5 separate regions of the Mus musculus genome follow, and regions 2, 3, 4 and 5 are each linked to region 1. The links are chromatin contacts, called in public promoter capture Hi-C maps. All regions are on one chromosome and are shown on one strand. Each heading gives the region's core, a stretch centred on a gene start, on an enhancer-like site or on the middle of the called end of the contact. The rest is flanking DNA. Distances are from core to core; before and after follow the strand shown.

Region 1 (2,853 bases), core at 255-2,754:
ACTAGATGCTATTTCAGCCTTTAGGCAAAGAGCAGGCTACATCTGACTATTGTCACTCTGTTCTGTTGTGAGGCCACTTTCCTTGGACAAAGAATCCTTGTCCATCTTATACTGTACCACTTTGTGGAGCTGGTGCTTGCCACATTGCTTGCAGAAAGTCTGGAGTATCTTAGTAATGTTCACATGTTTACAGGAGTAGTACTGGCACAGAAAGGAAATACAATCTTCAGGAGAGTAAAAATAAAAACAATAAAAACAACCTTCTAGGACTGGATTGCTATCAGGGACATCAGCCCTGTGCCTGGGCTCATTATCCAGACCCCAGGGTTCTGTAACATCAGTAGACCGGGGACCATGTACCATCTCATCTGCATCAAGAGTTTGCAGCCCAGCTGACCCAGCTGACCTGAGAGGCTCATGAATAGAGGCATTCCTACTTAAGGCTTAGAATCAGTCACACTAAGGCAGCAGATTTCAGACTTGTCCAGATGTCAGAAGACAAAACCTATCTCCGCTCCTACCTTCCAACCTTGTTTTTCTTTTAGTAAAAGGGTTTCTTGTGTATTACTGGAAATTGCTCTGTAGAGAAAGTTAGCCTTGAACTCCAAGATCCATTTGTCTCTGCCTCTCAAGTGCTGGAATTAAAGGTGTATGAGCCATCTCTTCTGGGTATTGTAGTTCAGACAATGTGGACCATGGGAAACCGGGACAGTTGCAGAAGGGGAAAGTGGAGAAGCGATATGCATGAAATTAACAGGACTTCTGCGGACACTGTCATGATTACAGATACGCCCGTGTTCGCATTTTCCAGAGCAGTCTTGGGGGGGGGGGGGAGTACAGCAAAGCTTCCTAAATGTTCCTAAATGTTCCTTTAATTTTCTCTTAGCACAATAGAAGCATTAATCCTGACGACTCCATAGTGGTGTGAGAAGTGTCTGAATCTAGAGTCCTGTGGTGAAGGAATCTTTGAATCCAATCCAAACATGTCCTTTTCCCCTCTTCCATGGTCACCATTTCTGTATTTATTAGCCCACGAACCTGGCGAGTATCATTTCACACAAGGCAAATGTCTCAAATGCAAAATTCAACTTTGCCCGTCTCCTGTATTTCTAGACATCAAATAAAACAAGGTTTCACTATGTAGCCCTGTCTGGCCTGGAACACACTATGACAGCTTCGAAAACACAGAAATCTACCTGCCTCTGCCTGCAGTTCTGTAATTTAAGAGTTCCAGCAAGCCTGACCTTGTGACTCAGCCTCTACTATTTCTAATCCACATCTAACTCACCTAAGGTAGAAAACGGTGTGGAGAAAATAGTCTCCACGCCAGTGCCAAGAAATCCACTGAAACTTGGTCTTGTCAAGCAGGGCAGTTGTGTCCGGATCGCAGAAATTTGCTCCTGCATGAACTACATTGCCCAGAAAACATTGCATGAAACTCAGCCAATGAAAATGGGCATTTCAGCGACGGCGAGAACCGTTGGGCGGGACTTTTGGCTTTGCGTGCTGGAGGTTCTTTGTAACTTCCTGGACCCGTCAGTATGGCTCACAGAAAACTGGTGTCATCTGCTTTGGCCATGGCAGGAAAGCCGGCACGTTAAAAGCGTTTGTCCCCCGTCACAGAGACGGATCTGAGGTTTGCGACAGCTCGTGTGATCTGATCCAGGCTTCGAGTGCGGATGGCGACTTCCCAGGGCCCCACCATCCTCTGGAGCCCGATGGTGATTGTGGAGGCTGCGGGTGGAGCCCTGCCCCAGGTGAGTGCCTAGTGATCGCCCACCTACCTGAGTTCTAGAGCACTGAGATCTGGGTCAGGAGCCAACAGGGCAGACGTTCATGTCCCCGACTGTAGGGTACGGATGAACGAAATAATGTTTTTTGACATCTGTGTGCTAGATCGCTAGAGCCATCCCCTCTGACTCACAGTGCCTGTTGGACTGTACCTCCCAAGGCTTGTGGGCGGGCCTGAGCTCGGAGACAGAGCCCTGGGGTGACCTCTACTGGCGTTTTAGATGAGGGAAAAAGGGCCCAGTACCCCTAAGGACCTGACTTTTGTTTATAGAGAGACTGGTAGCCATGGAAGATTTGAACAGAGGTGAAACTTGATCTATTCAAACTTTCCCAAGCATCTCCGGGGGAATATTGAGCAAGGATGAAGTTATGTGGATGGAGACAGAGATCTATGAATCCTTAGGTAAATGCTGTGGACTAATGCAGCAGTTAGGGTTGTAGACCATAGAGGGAGAGATTAGTCTTCAAATATCTGAATTTTTTTGAGACATATGTAAACGAGGCTATGTAAACGAGGCTAGAATCAAACTTGCAATCCTTTAGAGTGATTGGATTAAAGGCAGGACCTCCCACTTCCTGCTTGTTTGACTTTAAAGTAGTACTTTCTTTCCCTTTTATTATTCATTCATTCATTTACTTACTTACTTACTTACTTATGTGAAAACATTCAGCATTTAACTAAAGTCTGCTGTGTTAACTACTTTTCCCCCTGGAACTCAGGTCTGGCTGGCCTATGTAGCCAGTGCTTGCCTCAGTCTCCGAGATCTGCCTTCCTTTGCCTTCCAAGTGTTGCAGTTAAAGGGATGCACACCATGCTTACCCAATAACTTTTTTTTTTCATTTTCCCCTTGGCTTTTTATAGAGACAGGGTTTCTCTGTGTAGCCCTGACTGTCCTGGAACTCTCTCTGTAAATCAGCCTAGCCCTGAACTCAAAGATCTACCTGTCTCTGCCTCCCTAGTTCTGGCATTAAAGGAGCGTGCCACCACTGCCTGACATCTTTTTTGGTTTTTTGAGACAGGCTTTTTCTGTATAGGATTAAAGATGAAAGCCACCACCACCT
Region 2 (2,853 bases), core at 144-2,643, 2.6 Mb after region 1:
TATGCTCAGGGAATTATTACCACTAGAAAACGTGGGCTCGTTCTTGGTCTGGAAACTGACTTCTTAGGTACCTTGCATTCTGAGACATATTTGGAAGTCTGGAGCTGAACCCTTTGGAGGCGTGGCCTTGAGACTACATTTCCCAGCTTGCCCTATGTTATCTGATTTCCTTGAACTTTGCTCGGGAACTTTATCGCCATGTTAAAAGATGAGTTTGGCGGTGACAAGCTTTAATCTTGTTTGAGAACTCAATTTCCCGTCGGCCCTTGGTCTACCTGATGCCTTAGGGAGCCCATTCATTCATTCATTCGAAATATTTTTTATTGCCTACTCTCAGGCTTAGTTCTAGTCATTAGGACTAAGAGGGTCTCAAAGAAAACAAATCGAGTTTACTTATAGCCGATGGGAGAGGGACAGATTCAAAACCAAAACAAGTACGGCATGGTGGCACTCCTTTAATTTCATCACTCCAGAGGCAGGAGGAGGCGGAGTTTTGTGAGTTCGAGGCCATTCTGTCTGCATAGTGAGCTTCAAACCAGGCAGGGCTACATACTGAGACCCTGTCTCAAAACAAAAATAACCCCCCCCCCACACACACACACACACAAACAAACAGACTCCTGTAATCCCAGCAATTAGGAGATGGAGACAGGAAGATCAGAAGTTCAAGGGCATTATTAATGAGTTCGAGCGCCATCCTATCTCAAAACAAATCGTAAAAAGTATGCAAAATTTATTTCTATCTCTCAGGATCCGCTATCCGCTATCATTTCCCATGCGCCTTGGGGTAGTCACTTTACAAAGTACACTACATTTCCCAGCATGCCCCAGTAGCCTGTCCGGCCGCTCTACCCAGATTCCCAGCACTCCCTAGGGACATGTCCTCCTTTAGGCAGTTCTCTTTTTGCTTGTTTTTTCGAGAGAGGGTTTCTCTGTGTAGCTCTGGCTGTCCTGGAACTCAGGACCAGGATCAGACCAGACTGGCCTCGAACTCACTGCCTCCCAAGTGCTGGGATTGAGGGCGTGCCTTTTGAGTTTTTCGTTCGACCCCTTCCAGCTCCGGATTTCTAAACGTGCCTCAGGATATATAGCGAGTCTAGCGAAGACTTCCGCTTGTAGAACCCATTTCCCAGCACTTCTGCCGGCCTGCCGGCTGCCTCATTCTCTAACCTATCTGCTCAAGTTATGCAAGGCTCCTCAATGGGGAGAAACTCCACTTCCCAGCTCGCTACGAGGGGCTTCTTTTTAGGCCCTTGCCCCCAGCGATAGCTACGCAAGTCTCAGGCGGGACTCGGTTACCCAGAGGGCTTTGGGTCGGCGCCGTGACGTCAATATACCGAGCGGGGGCTGGGCGAGCTTCTGGGCGGTGCTTGTCGCGCGGCGGTTCCCGGCGGCCCCCGGGGCGGGCGGGTGGCGGCTGTTCGTCGCCCGGTGCTCGCTCGCTCGCTTAGTAGGCGGGCGAGCGGCCGGCGCGATGTCCGGCGAGGATGGTCCGGCAGCGGGCCCGGGGGCGGCGGCGGCTGCTGCGGCCGCCCGTGAGCGGCGGCAGGAGCAGCTGCGGCAGTGGGGGGCTCGGGCGGGCGCCGACCCGGGCCCCGGGGAGCGGCGAGCCCGCACGGTCCGCTTCGAGCGCGCCGCTGAGTTCCTGGCGGCCTGCGCGGGGGGCGATCTGGACGAGGCTCGCCTGATGCTGCGCGCAGCGGATCCCGGTCCCGGCTCCGGCGCTGCGTCCGACCCCGCCGTCCCTCCGCCTGCCCGTGCCGTGCTCGACTCCACCAACGCGGATGGCATCAGCGCCCTGCACCAGGTCAGCGCCCCCGCCCCGCGTCTTCGCCACTCGGGCATCCTCCCTCCTCGGCCCTGATCCACCTCCCCTCGACTGTGCCATCGCTGAGGATCCCGCCTGCTCTGTGGCCGCCTCTTCTCTGTCATTCGTGCTGTCATCTCTCTCCCGTGCATTTTTTGCAGCATCGCTTACTTCCGTGCCTATGCTGGCCGGGTTCCTCCTTTCCTAGCTGGTACTTGTTTGACTGTGCTGAAGTCTTTCCTGACCCAGGCCTGTGGTTTCGTTCTCCTGCACTCTGACTTGACCCTCTTTAGGCCCAGGTCCTTCAGTGTCACTTCTTTGAAGGTCCATCCTGTTTGTGCCTTCCTCTTCTTCCCGTGACTTGTGCTGTACGTTGTGGCCTCAGGACAGTGTACCACGTTGTTTCCTTGAAAAGGCATTTCCTCTGTCGCGTCATCCTTTGCTTTTTTTTTTTTTTTTAATCTTTTCTCTTACCTACAATCCCATGTCCTTAATTACATTATCAATTCATCCCCCCCCCCCCCAATTTGGGGAGCTTGTCACCTCTTATAGAAGTTTCTCCTCAACTCTCTTTCTCTGTTTACATTGTTTGCCTTCCTGGAAACTTGTAGGCATTTGCTCTTCGAGGAGCTGGACCACTTTTCCTTTTGTTTTGTTGTTTTTCCTTTAGACAAGGTCTTGCTATGTAGCCCAGGCCATCCTCAAATGCAGGTCCTTATGTCTCTGCCCTCCTCCTCCTCCTCCTCCTCCTTCTTCTTCTTTTTTTCGAGACAGGGTTTCTCTGTATAGCCCTGGCTGGGAACTCACTGTAGACCAGACTGGCCTCCAACTAAGAAATCCGCCTGCCTCTGCCTCTGCCTCTGCCTCCCCAGTGCAGGGATTAAAGGCGTGCGCCACCATGCCAGGCCCTTCTCTGCCCTTCTTATTTCTGGAATTACATGGCCACTTCACCTATTGTTGGTTCATCTCCTAGACTTTATTTAGGCAACCAACGTCCTTCTTCAAAAAGTGTGCCCTCTCTCCTAGATTTCCACCCTATCACCTCC
Region 3 (2,853 bases), core at 203-2,702, 2.6 Mb after region 1:
TTGCGTGGCCCCCGGAGGGAACCTGGTTGTGGAATTAGCTCGGTGAGCCAGAGGAGTGGGGTGGGAAGGTCACAGCTGGGCCAAAAGCCAGGTCTCCTCACACACAGTTTCCCAACATAGGTACTTGGTGGACCTGCGGCCCAAGGAGTTGAAGGCGTTCTCTGACCGCGTTGTAGAGATAGCGCGGGTGGCTGGGTTCGCCCCTCACACTGCAACCAAACCCTCGGAGACTTTTGCGAGGTTCTACAAGTTAGGGGACTCCACTCCGGGTGGCGGAGACTCAGCTGTGGAATCTGGACCCGCGCCCTCCAAAGTGGAATCTACCCGCGCCCCTCTCCCAGAATCGATAAGTCCGCCCCAGGCTAACCAGGCCCCCTCTCTAGAGGCGATGAGCCCACCCCTGGCTGACCTGGCCCCACCTCTAGAGACAATGTGTCCACCCCAGGCCAACCAGGCCCCTCCTCTAGAAGCGTTGAGCCCATCCAAAGCTGACCAGATCCCACCTCTAGAGGCGATGAGCCCACCCCAGGCTAAGCTAGTCCTGCCTGTAGAAGCAATCAGCCTTCCCCAAGCCGACCTGGCCTCTCCTCCGGAAGTGATAAGCCCACTCCAGGAAGCTATGGCAACGTCCTGGGTGAATGCACCTCCAAAACATGTAACATGAACCCCAGGGACCACGTAGCCCACCTTTAACTGCTGAAGCAGGCCCAGGGATTGACATCACCAGCTCAGCCCACCTGCATGCGGTTTTACTCTGCGTTCCTTCTCAACCCCAGGGATATGACTAGAACTTCAAATTCCTTTCCTGGAACTCTCGGTTGTACTATTTGGGGGGTAGGGGTGAGGGTGGGGGATGGGTCCTAGACTGTTATCTGAGACTTATCCTGACAAGGATCGAAGGCTGAAGGGACAACCCTGGGCTCCAGATCCTCTCTTTTGTCTTGGGCCTTTCTTGACATGCTGCTTTTGGGAAGGACAAGGGCATAGCCTTCCTTGAATGTGATTCAAATAAAAAGCGCAGGGTCACCTCTGTGTGTCCTGTCCTCAGTCGGTCTCCAGTGCCAAGAAGGGTGGGAGCAGCAGGGATGGGTCCCGATTGTGGGTTTGCAAGTGGGCTTGGCTGAATTTCACAGGAGTGAAGGATAAGATCCTTCAAACTAAACATGCCAGGGCCACTGAAACCGACAGAAACGTGGGGGAGAGAAAGGACACACTAGGTCCCAGAAAGACTGCAGTTCAGTGAGGGACCTAGGTGTGAGGACAGAAGGCCGGCATGGATTTCTGGGTATGAACATGGGAAGCTGAAGTCTAGACTCTTGGATTTGAGAGAAGAGGGACCTTGCTCCGGGTTTTCCTAAGTTTGAGGGAGGAGGGAGCTGGGGCGCTAGAGTCAAAGGAGGAGGGGTGTAGATCCTGGGCACCTTGGTTGACCCAACTGGAGCTTTGCACACGGCTCCCCTCACACCCTGTTATCGCTTATCCTGGGCAGGGGAGGAGACAGCAGTATATTTAGTCTTTGTCCTCGCCCCTTATCTCAGTGTCCTCAGTGAGGCTTGAGCAGCCCAGAGGAAACCCAACCTCTAGAGACCTCCAAGGTCACCAGGGACACCCTTCCAGGACCCTCCAGGAATCTCCGATCCTGTTCTCTGCCTCTGGAGATCATCATGGCTGATGAGTATGTGAATCTTCGTAGCCTTGGGGTGGAGACCTCAACAGGGAGAGGTGCGGTGGGTCTTGAGGGTGCAACCAGGTTGGATACTTGTCCTGAGAGAGTAGGAGGCAAGGGTGGTTGGATTTCTGTAGAAATGAGGTAAGAATTTGGGAATCAGACTCCTGGGGTTCAAGAGTCAGGGGACCACCATCAGTGATTTCCTCTTCACGGTTTCTCTCTCTTCAGGAGCAGCGATGCGGTGAGCTGTGAGCTAAGAAGTGGGGTAGGGAACCTTCGGTCCAGAGTGGGTGCTGCAGGGAGAGGACTGGGGACCAGTGGGCAGGGGAACCTGCCGCTAGAGGTGAGGTATCCAGGAAGGGCTGGATGGGAGGGTTTGGGTAGTGATGTAGCCTGCTTCAATTCCAGGCTGGGGAACCGCAGCCTGCGCCTGCTCCTGTCCGACGCCGCTCCTCTGCCAACTACCGAGCCTATGCCACCGAGCCACACGCCAAGGTGGGGCGGGGTCCAAGAGGATGGGCTTCTGGGTTCAAGAATCCTCTGAGACCCAGAAGGGGGCAGGACCAAGGCCCTGGAAAGGGGTGGTAGGGTGATGGGCAGAGCCCTATGGGTGGGGCAGAATTTCAGAAAGGTTCAGGTTGGGCTTGGTGACAGCGGCCTGTGGTTGGGGGGAACTTGCCTACAGCAAGGTTTAGGCGTGAGCGTAGTGGTTAGCAGTGAATAGATAGGCAGTGCGTAGCTCTAGTCGGAGACAAAGATTGGTAGATGGGACCGAGGAGCGTGGCTTCCAGTGGACTCCGCGTTCTGGTTGAAGAATGTCTGACCCGAATGGGTATGCACTCGAGTGGGTCGTGATGCCTTGCAGCTCCACCCAGTGTCCACTTTGGGACCTCACACTGACCTTTCTCCATATCACCTTGGCAGAAAAAGTCTAAGATCTCCGCCTCCAGAAAACTTCAGTTGAAGGTGATGATGAGGTCGCAGTGGGTGGGCTTGGGTGGGCGGAGCTTTGGGGGAGTGGTTTCGCTTCCGGAGTGTGTCAGTCCCCGCCTCCCCCGCCCCCCCCCCCCACGTGCGCGCGGGCAGAAACGAGGCAGGTTTTGAATAAAAGACACAAACTTGGATGTTCGGATATTCTGTCTCTCTGGAGGATGGAGGGAAATTTGTTATTCTTATACTTTTTG
Region 4 (2,853 bases), core at 91-2,590, 2.3 Mb after region 1:
TGGAAGTAGAATTACAGGCGACTGTGAGCCTCCACCACTGTCTGGCTTGTTGTTTTTAATCTTTGTTCAGCTCATTTTGTTTTTGAGGCTCAGTTTCAGGATGCACTTGAGTTCACTGTTCTGGGGAGACCAACTTTGAACCTCTGCCGGTTGCCTTCCCAGTCCCATCCCATCCCCCATCTCTCCCACCCTCACCCCACCCCCATGCATACAGTGCTGGGCACTAAAGCGAAGGCTTTATTCATGCCAGGCAAGGACTCTGCCACCTGAGCTACAGTTCCAGCCTTATTTCTTTTTCTTTGTTCGACAGTGTCACACTCTGTGGCCCAGGCTAACCTGGAACTCTGTGTATATATATATCTCTCCCCCAAAAGATCCTCACCCACACTCAGCCTCCCAAGTGCTGGGTTTACAGTCCTCGTTAGCCACCATGCCTAGCCCTTTTCTCATAACTTCAAGGTGAAGAAATCCTCCTGTCTCCACTTCTGAGTACTTGGGGTCATGGGTATTAAGCCACCGTAATCAGCTTTTGTTTTCTTATTCATTGAACTCAAGGCCTCAGCTTCTAGAACGCTGGGATTACCGGCCCTGAGCCACCATACCAGGTTTATATATCTGGATGAAGTAATCCTCTCTCTCTTAACCCCCACTTCTAAGTACAGAGTCAGTTTTCTATATAGACCACCCAAGGAGACAAGTCCTGAATTCCTGGAGAAAAAGCTAACTGGCAAGCAGTGGGGGAAAATGTCTTACGAGGCTTGTTCTTTTGTTTTCTTAGTTTGACTTTCGGGTTTTCGAGACAGGACTTACTTCCGTGTTGTACTGGCTATTCTGGAATTCGCGTTGTAGAGTCAGAATTATGCCTGCCTCTGCCTCCTGAGTACTGGAACTAAACCATTAACTAAATCATCGGTTTATGATGATTACTGGAACTAAACATTTGCGCCACCATGCCCGGCTGTTGTTTTGGTTGACAGGGTCTCACCACGCAGTCCCGGCTAGTCTCGAACTGGCGATACTCGTGCTTCAGCCTTCCTAGAGCTAGGTTACAGAAAGCATCACCTCTCCCCGGTCGCCCCGGATGGAGTGGATGGTGCCATGAACCCTACACTAGCCAAGATTGAGCCTCTAGCTCTCTGGTCGTTCTTCACCCTCCTTCCGGGTTAGAAGCCGAGCTCTCAGCCAAGGCCCTCCCTCCGTGGATTTTCATTGGTCCTACCCTCTGTCTCTCCGCCTGCTCCAGTTTCTTCAGACCAATCGAATTAACAGGATGGAGTAGAACAGAGTGAGGCGAACGCCGATTGGTTGGCTCGGCGCGGGGGTGTAGACCCGCGGCTCTGACTACGTGTCTACAAAGGGCAAAAAGGAGGCCCAGTACGGGGTCAGTGGGAATCCAGCGGGGAAAAGGTCACGGGACTTCTTGGAAAAGGGGCCCGAACTCGAACCTGGGACCTTCGAGTAAGTCCGGTTCGTTACTTGCTGGCTGTTTGCAAACCCACCATCCCGTCATTCAGACCGGGAAACGGAAGCTTTGCAGGGTGTCGGGTTCGGGGGTTGGAATGGCATTCCATTTGGTCTCAGGATAGACCCGCGGGGAGAGTCCCCAACCCTCTCTAGAGACAAATTTTGCATCAACCCCGCCAGTGAGCTAACCCTGGAGAAAAAAAGAGACCCAGAGAGGAAGGGAAACTCACCCAGGGTCACACAGCCTGAAATTCCTGGTTCCAGGAGTTGTGGTCCCCGCTTCTCTCACAATTACGTGCTCCTCTGTATCGCTCTCCCTAAAGCATCGTGGATCCTCTCCCATCTGTGTCCCCAGTCCATCTCGATCAAATCTGGCGAACTGAGCCTGGCTGTCATGAAAGCCAGGCAAATCAAGTGCTCTCTACCACTGAACTCCATCCAGCCCCCTTGCTCATTTCCTTCACACTGTGCCTCCCAAAAATGGGTTCCCAAGCCAAGAACCCAGCCCTTGGGACATAAGCCTTAAAAACCTATGAGGGGAATAGAGAAGGGGGGGCGAGTAGACATGGCTCAGTGGCTAAGAACTCTGGTTTCTCTTGTAGAGGACCTGGGTTTGGTACTCAGCACCCAGACGGTGGTTTACAACCGTCTTTAAATCTAGTTTCAGGGGACCCGACTACCTCTTCCAGCCTCCACAGACACTACATGCATGTGGCTATGCAGTCTCAGGTCAAACACTCATATAATAAACCCAGTCCGGGCTGGAGAGATGGCTCAGCAGTTACGAGCAGTGGCTCCTCTTCCAGAATGGCTCACAACCATCTGTAATGGGATCTGCTGCCCTCTTCTGGCATGCAGGCATACATGTAGACAGAGCACTCATATACAGGGAATAGATAAATAAATATTTTTTTAAAATTAAAAGTAAATCTGATCAACACACACATTTGGGATCCAGAGAGAAATGACTCCTTCGCTTGTCTCTGACCTCCACATATGCCCCATGGCATGGATACCCTCTCCCATATAGAAACTAAATAAATAAATAGAAATTTTTAAGGAAAAAAAAATCTACATTTGCCATTCAGGGAGCACAGATGGGAGTTTGCCATACCGTTCTTGCGCTTTTCATTTCACTGGCGCACTTTTTATCTGTGTTGGAGACCTCCCTTGCAGGTTTGTTTGTTTGTGGGTTTTTGTTTGGTTTTTTTTTGTTTTTGTTTTGTTTTGTTTTTTAAATGTCTGTGTTGGAGACCTCCCTTGCAGTTGTTTTTGGCTACAAAGAATCCACAGTGAGAATTTGGCTGGCTGCAGTTTTTGTAATCCCAGCTACTCCTTCCGGAAGTTTCAGCAGGAGAATTGCTCGTTGAATTCCAGGTGCCCTTGGGC
Region 5 (2,853 bases), core at 252-2,751, 2.1 Mb after region 1:
GTTTATGTATATGTGTGTGCAGACACACAGGTGGAGAAGTCAGAGGCCCACCCACAGGAATCGGTTTGGTGATCTCTTTCTACTCTGTGGGTCCTGGATAGCTCAGATCATCAGCCACGAGTCAGGCGCCTTTGCACTGAGCTATCTTGCCAGCCCACAATACCTATACTGAAATGTTTTTTTTTTTTTTTTTTTTTAAGATTTTATTTATTTACTTATTATATGTAAGTACACTGTAGCTGTCTTCAGACACTCCAGAAGAGGGCGTCAGATCTCGTTACGGATGGTTGTGAGCCACCATGTGGTTGCTGGGATTTGAACTTCCGACCTTCGGAAGAGCAGTCGGGTGCTCTTACCCACTGAGCCATCTCACCAGCCCCCTGAAATGTTTTTAAAAAGAAAAAGAAAGCAGCCGCAATGGACTGGCACAAGTATAATACTGCATGTTTCTGGTTTCTCAAGGGTAAATTCCTGGAATTACTAGCATATCAAAGCTTTCCAAACCTCTACTCACCCAGACACGTACAAAAGGAACAGTTTACCCAGCCTCTTGCCAACTATGTTTGGCATGAAGTTAACCCTAAAGAAAACAACACTGTAATGCAGGCAGATAACTGAAACGGCCCTTTTTCTCCATCATATATACTTTGAGATGTGGCCCATGTAGCAGGCTGAAACATTAAAGCTCCAAGTTCCAGAAACGTAGTTGCCAAGGAAGACTAGAGGAATGGCATTCACTCCCATTGAAAGCCAGCTCACTGTCTCTTCCATCCCCTTCATTCCACAGCACTTTGCCCAAAACAAGAGCTTCCCTCGTCACACCGTCTGTGACTGACTCTTGTTTGTCCCTTTTCATCATAGTATGAATTTTGCCTTTATCGATCCAGCACCAAGGACAGAGCCAGCCCACAGTAGGTGTTCTGATAAAACTGGTCGGGTTGTGATCCTGGGGCTTACCATAAAGGGAGAAACTGAGGCTCGGAGAAGAGAGAATTGCTTGCCCAGGCAACCAAGGGACAGTGAGAGTCAGGCTCGATCATAGAGGTGCACTCCTTGTATCATTGATGTTCACTCTCAAGCCTGTATCACTCACTGCTTCGTTCATCTCCATCTCTGCCTTCTTCAGACCCAGCAGCCAGCACAGTGCCTGGCACCGGCAGGGCTTGATAAATGCCTGTTTGTTGAAAGAATGAATGAATATGTGTTATCTGCTGGGAAATGGAGGAGGGGTGGAAAGCTGGATCCAGATTCCCAGGCTTGCAGCCTCCTCCTCCTCTGAGGGTCCAAAGGACAGGCCTTCAGCCCCTTCCCCTCCCGGGATCCAGGAGCCGCAGCTCCCTCCTCTGCTCCCGCCCCCCCCCCCCCCGCACCCCCACCAGGTCCCTGGCCCTCCGCTTCCGGCTTCTCAGCCAGTCTTTCCTCTTCTGGCCTCCGACCAAGCACCGGGTTTCCGGGGGGAAGGCTTAGGCTGTAACACCGAGCCCAGCCTCCTTCTCCACCCCCACCCCTCCCACTACGCTCAACCCCCTCCCTCTCCGCCACCACTGTCCGCGATCGCCCGGCCGCAGGGAAGGAAGAAAGGAGCGCAGGAGGTGGAGGTAAGACCGGCTCCCTGAGACTGGGGCGAGCCCCAGGCCCTGCGCAGAGCAATCTGCAAGGCCTCGACCCGCTGCCTTAGTTCTGCAGATCACACCTACCCGGAACAGATAGACCCCCTCTTGGACCTAGATCCCCCGACAGCCGGCAGGTTCCACGCCCTCCCCCGACACCACGCCCGGCCAGGGGTCTGGCCACAGCTTTCTCGCTGAGGATTTTCTGCAGCCCAGCTCCCAGTCCACTCCTCCCCCTTGTCTTGTGAGTCAGGGCCCCTTACCCAGCTTCTTCCTTCACCCGGACTCAGAGGCTGCGTCTACCTGCAAGAGTCTAGTTCGCCTATCTGGTTCTATCTGAGACCCAGGAGTCCTACCTTTCAGTCTTCTTGCCTGAGACCCAGGGATCCAGAAATCAGCCCTTCTTTAAACCCAGGAGTCCAGGTCCTCCCTCAGACCCAGGAGTGCAGACCCCGACCTTCTTCAGACCCAGGAGCCCAGACCCCAGCCCTCCTCCTTCCGATCCAGGAATCCAGACCCCATTCCTCCTCCCTCAGACCCAGGAATCCAGACCCCAGCTCTCCTCTCACAGACCCAGGGGCTTAAGCCCGGCTACCCACTGGTCCCTCCCAGCCCCTGACTTATGGACTTTTTATTTCCAGGGCCTCTTGACTTTGAATCCCACCCTACTTGGGCCCCAAGGGTGGACTGGTTCCCAGCCCCTCCAGGAATGTTCAAGCCCCAGGGCACTAGAGCAAAATCAATTGGCTGACTTTGTCTCCCTGTGTCTCCTCTGTATGTGTCTTGTTCTGTCTTCCTGACCGTTCCCACCTCTGATATCTATGTTTTCTTTCTCTCTATCTCTCTCCTTTGTGTTTCTCCTGAACTTGGCCCCCCTTTCCTACGTCTCCACAACTCTCTCCTCTCCTTTCCTGTGTCTATCCCCTTCTGCCTCCTCACCACCTTCCTCTCCCGACTTTCATCTGTATCCTCTTCTGAACTGTGGATCTACCTGCCCTGTACCTCTGCTCTCCTCTTCACCTCACCCCACATCTTTCATCTCTTCTCCCCACCCCTGCCTCTTCCCCTTTTCCCCACAGGCATGGATCCACAGCCCCCTCCACCCGCCCAGGGCAGCCCACCTCACCGTGACCGTGGCCGAGGCCGAGGCCGTGGCCGTGGCCGTGGCCGAGGCCGTGGTCGTGGCAGAGGGGGTGCTGGAGCCCCTAGGGCGCCTCTGCCCTGCCCAACCTGTGGTCGCCTC

Evidence for each region. Promoter capture Hi-C pulls out the DNA fragments that hold promoters and counts their contacts.
Region 2: a contact with region 1 is called in a promoter capture Hi-C map of pre-B cells, with 3 times the contacts expected there. The contact joins the promoter of Ppp1r12c here to the promoter of Zfp954 in region 1. A contact is called at or near these places in 2 of 39 promoter capture datasets (cranial neural crest and pre-B cells) and 1 of 115 datasets of contacts at active chromatin or transcription factors (astrocytes).
Region 3: a promoter capture Hi-C map of pre-B cells shows a contact between it and region 1, with 3 times the contacts expected there. The contact joins the promoter of Tnni3 here to the promoter of Zfp954 in region 1. A contact is called at or near these places in 3 of 39 promoter capture datasets (hippocampal neurons, liver and pre-B cells).
Region 4: a promoter capture Hi-C map of pre-B cells shows a contact between it and region 1, with 5 times the contacts expected there. The contact joins the promoter of Isoc2b here to the promoter of Zfp954 in region 1. A contact is called at or near these places in 2 of 39 promoter capture datasets (liver and pre-B cells).
Region 5: a contact with region 1 is called in a promoter capture Hi-C map of liver, with 4 times the contacts expected there. The contact joins the promoter of Zfp579 here to the promoter of Zfp954 in region 1. A contact is called at or near these places in 2 of 39 promoter capture datasets (liver and pre-B cells).

What each region holds. Positions count from the first base shown.
Region 1 is chr7:7,120,127-7,122,979 of GRCm38.p6, reverse strand. Zfp954 (zinc finger protein 954) reads left to right here and starts at 1,504. Exons shown (of 5, transcript NM_172738.3): 1 at 1,504-1,757. The coding sequence starts at 1,680.
Region 2 is chr7:4,500,220-4,503,072 of GRCm38.p6, reverse strand. It overlaps Ppp1r12c (protein phosphatase 1, regulatory subunit 12C), which reads left to right and starts at 1,393. Exons shown (of 22, transcript NM_029834.3): 1 at 1,393-1,807. The coding sequence starts at 1,475.
Region 3 is chr7:4,521,127-4,523,979 of GRCm38.p6, reverse strand. Tnni3 (troponin I, cardiac 3) reads left to right here and starts at 1,452. Exons shown (of 8, transcript NM_009406.4): 1 at 1,452-1,675; 2 at 1,898-1,910; 3 at 2,078-2,164; 4 at 2,594-2,635. The coding sequence starts at 1,665. Dnaaf3 (dynein, axonemal assembly factor 3) reads left to right here. Exons shown (of 12, transcript NM_001033548.3): 11 at 1-42; 12 at 121-1,047. The coding sequence ends at 664.
Region 4 is chr7:4,864,666-4,867,518 of GRCm38.p6, reverse strand. Isoc2b (isochorismatase domain containing 2b) reads left to right here and starts at 1,340. Exons shown (of 6, transcript NM_026158.2): 1 at 1,340-1,458.
Region 5 is chr7:4,994,749-4,997,601 of GRCm38.p6, reverse strand. Zfp579 (zinc finger protein 579) reads left to right here and starts at 1,501. Exons shown (of 2, transcript NM_026741.2): 1 at 1,501-1,598; 2 at 2,690-2,853. The coding sequence starts at 2,692.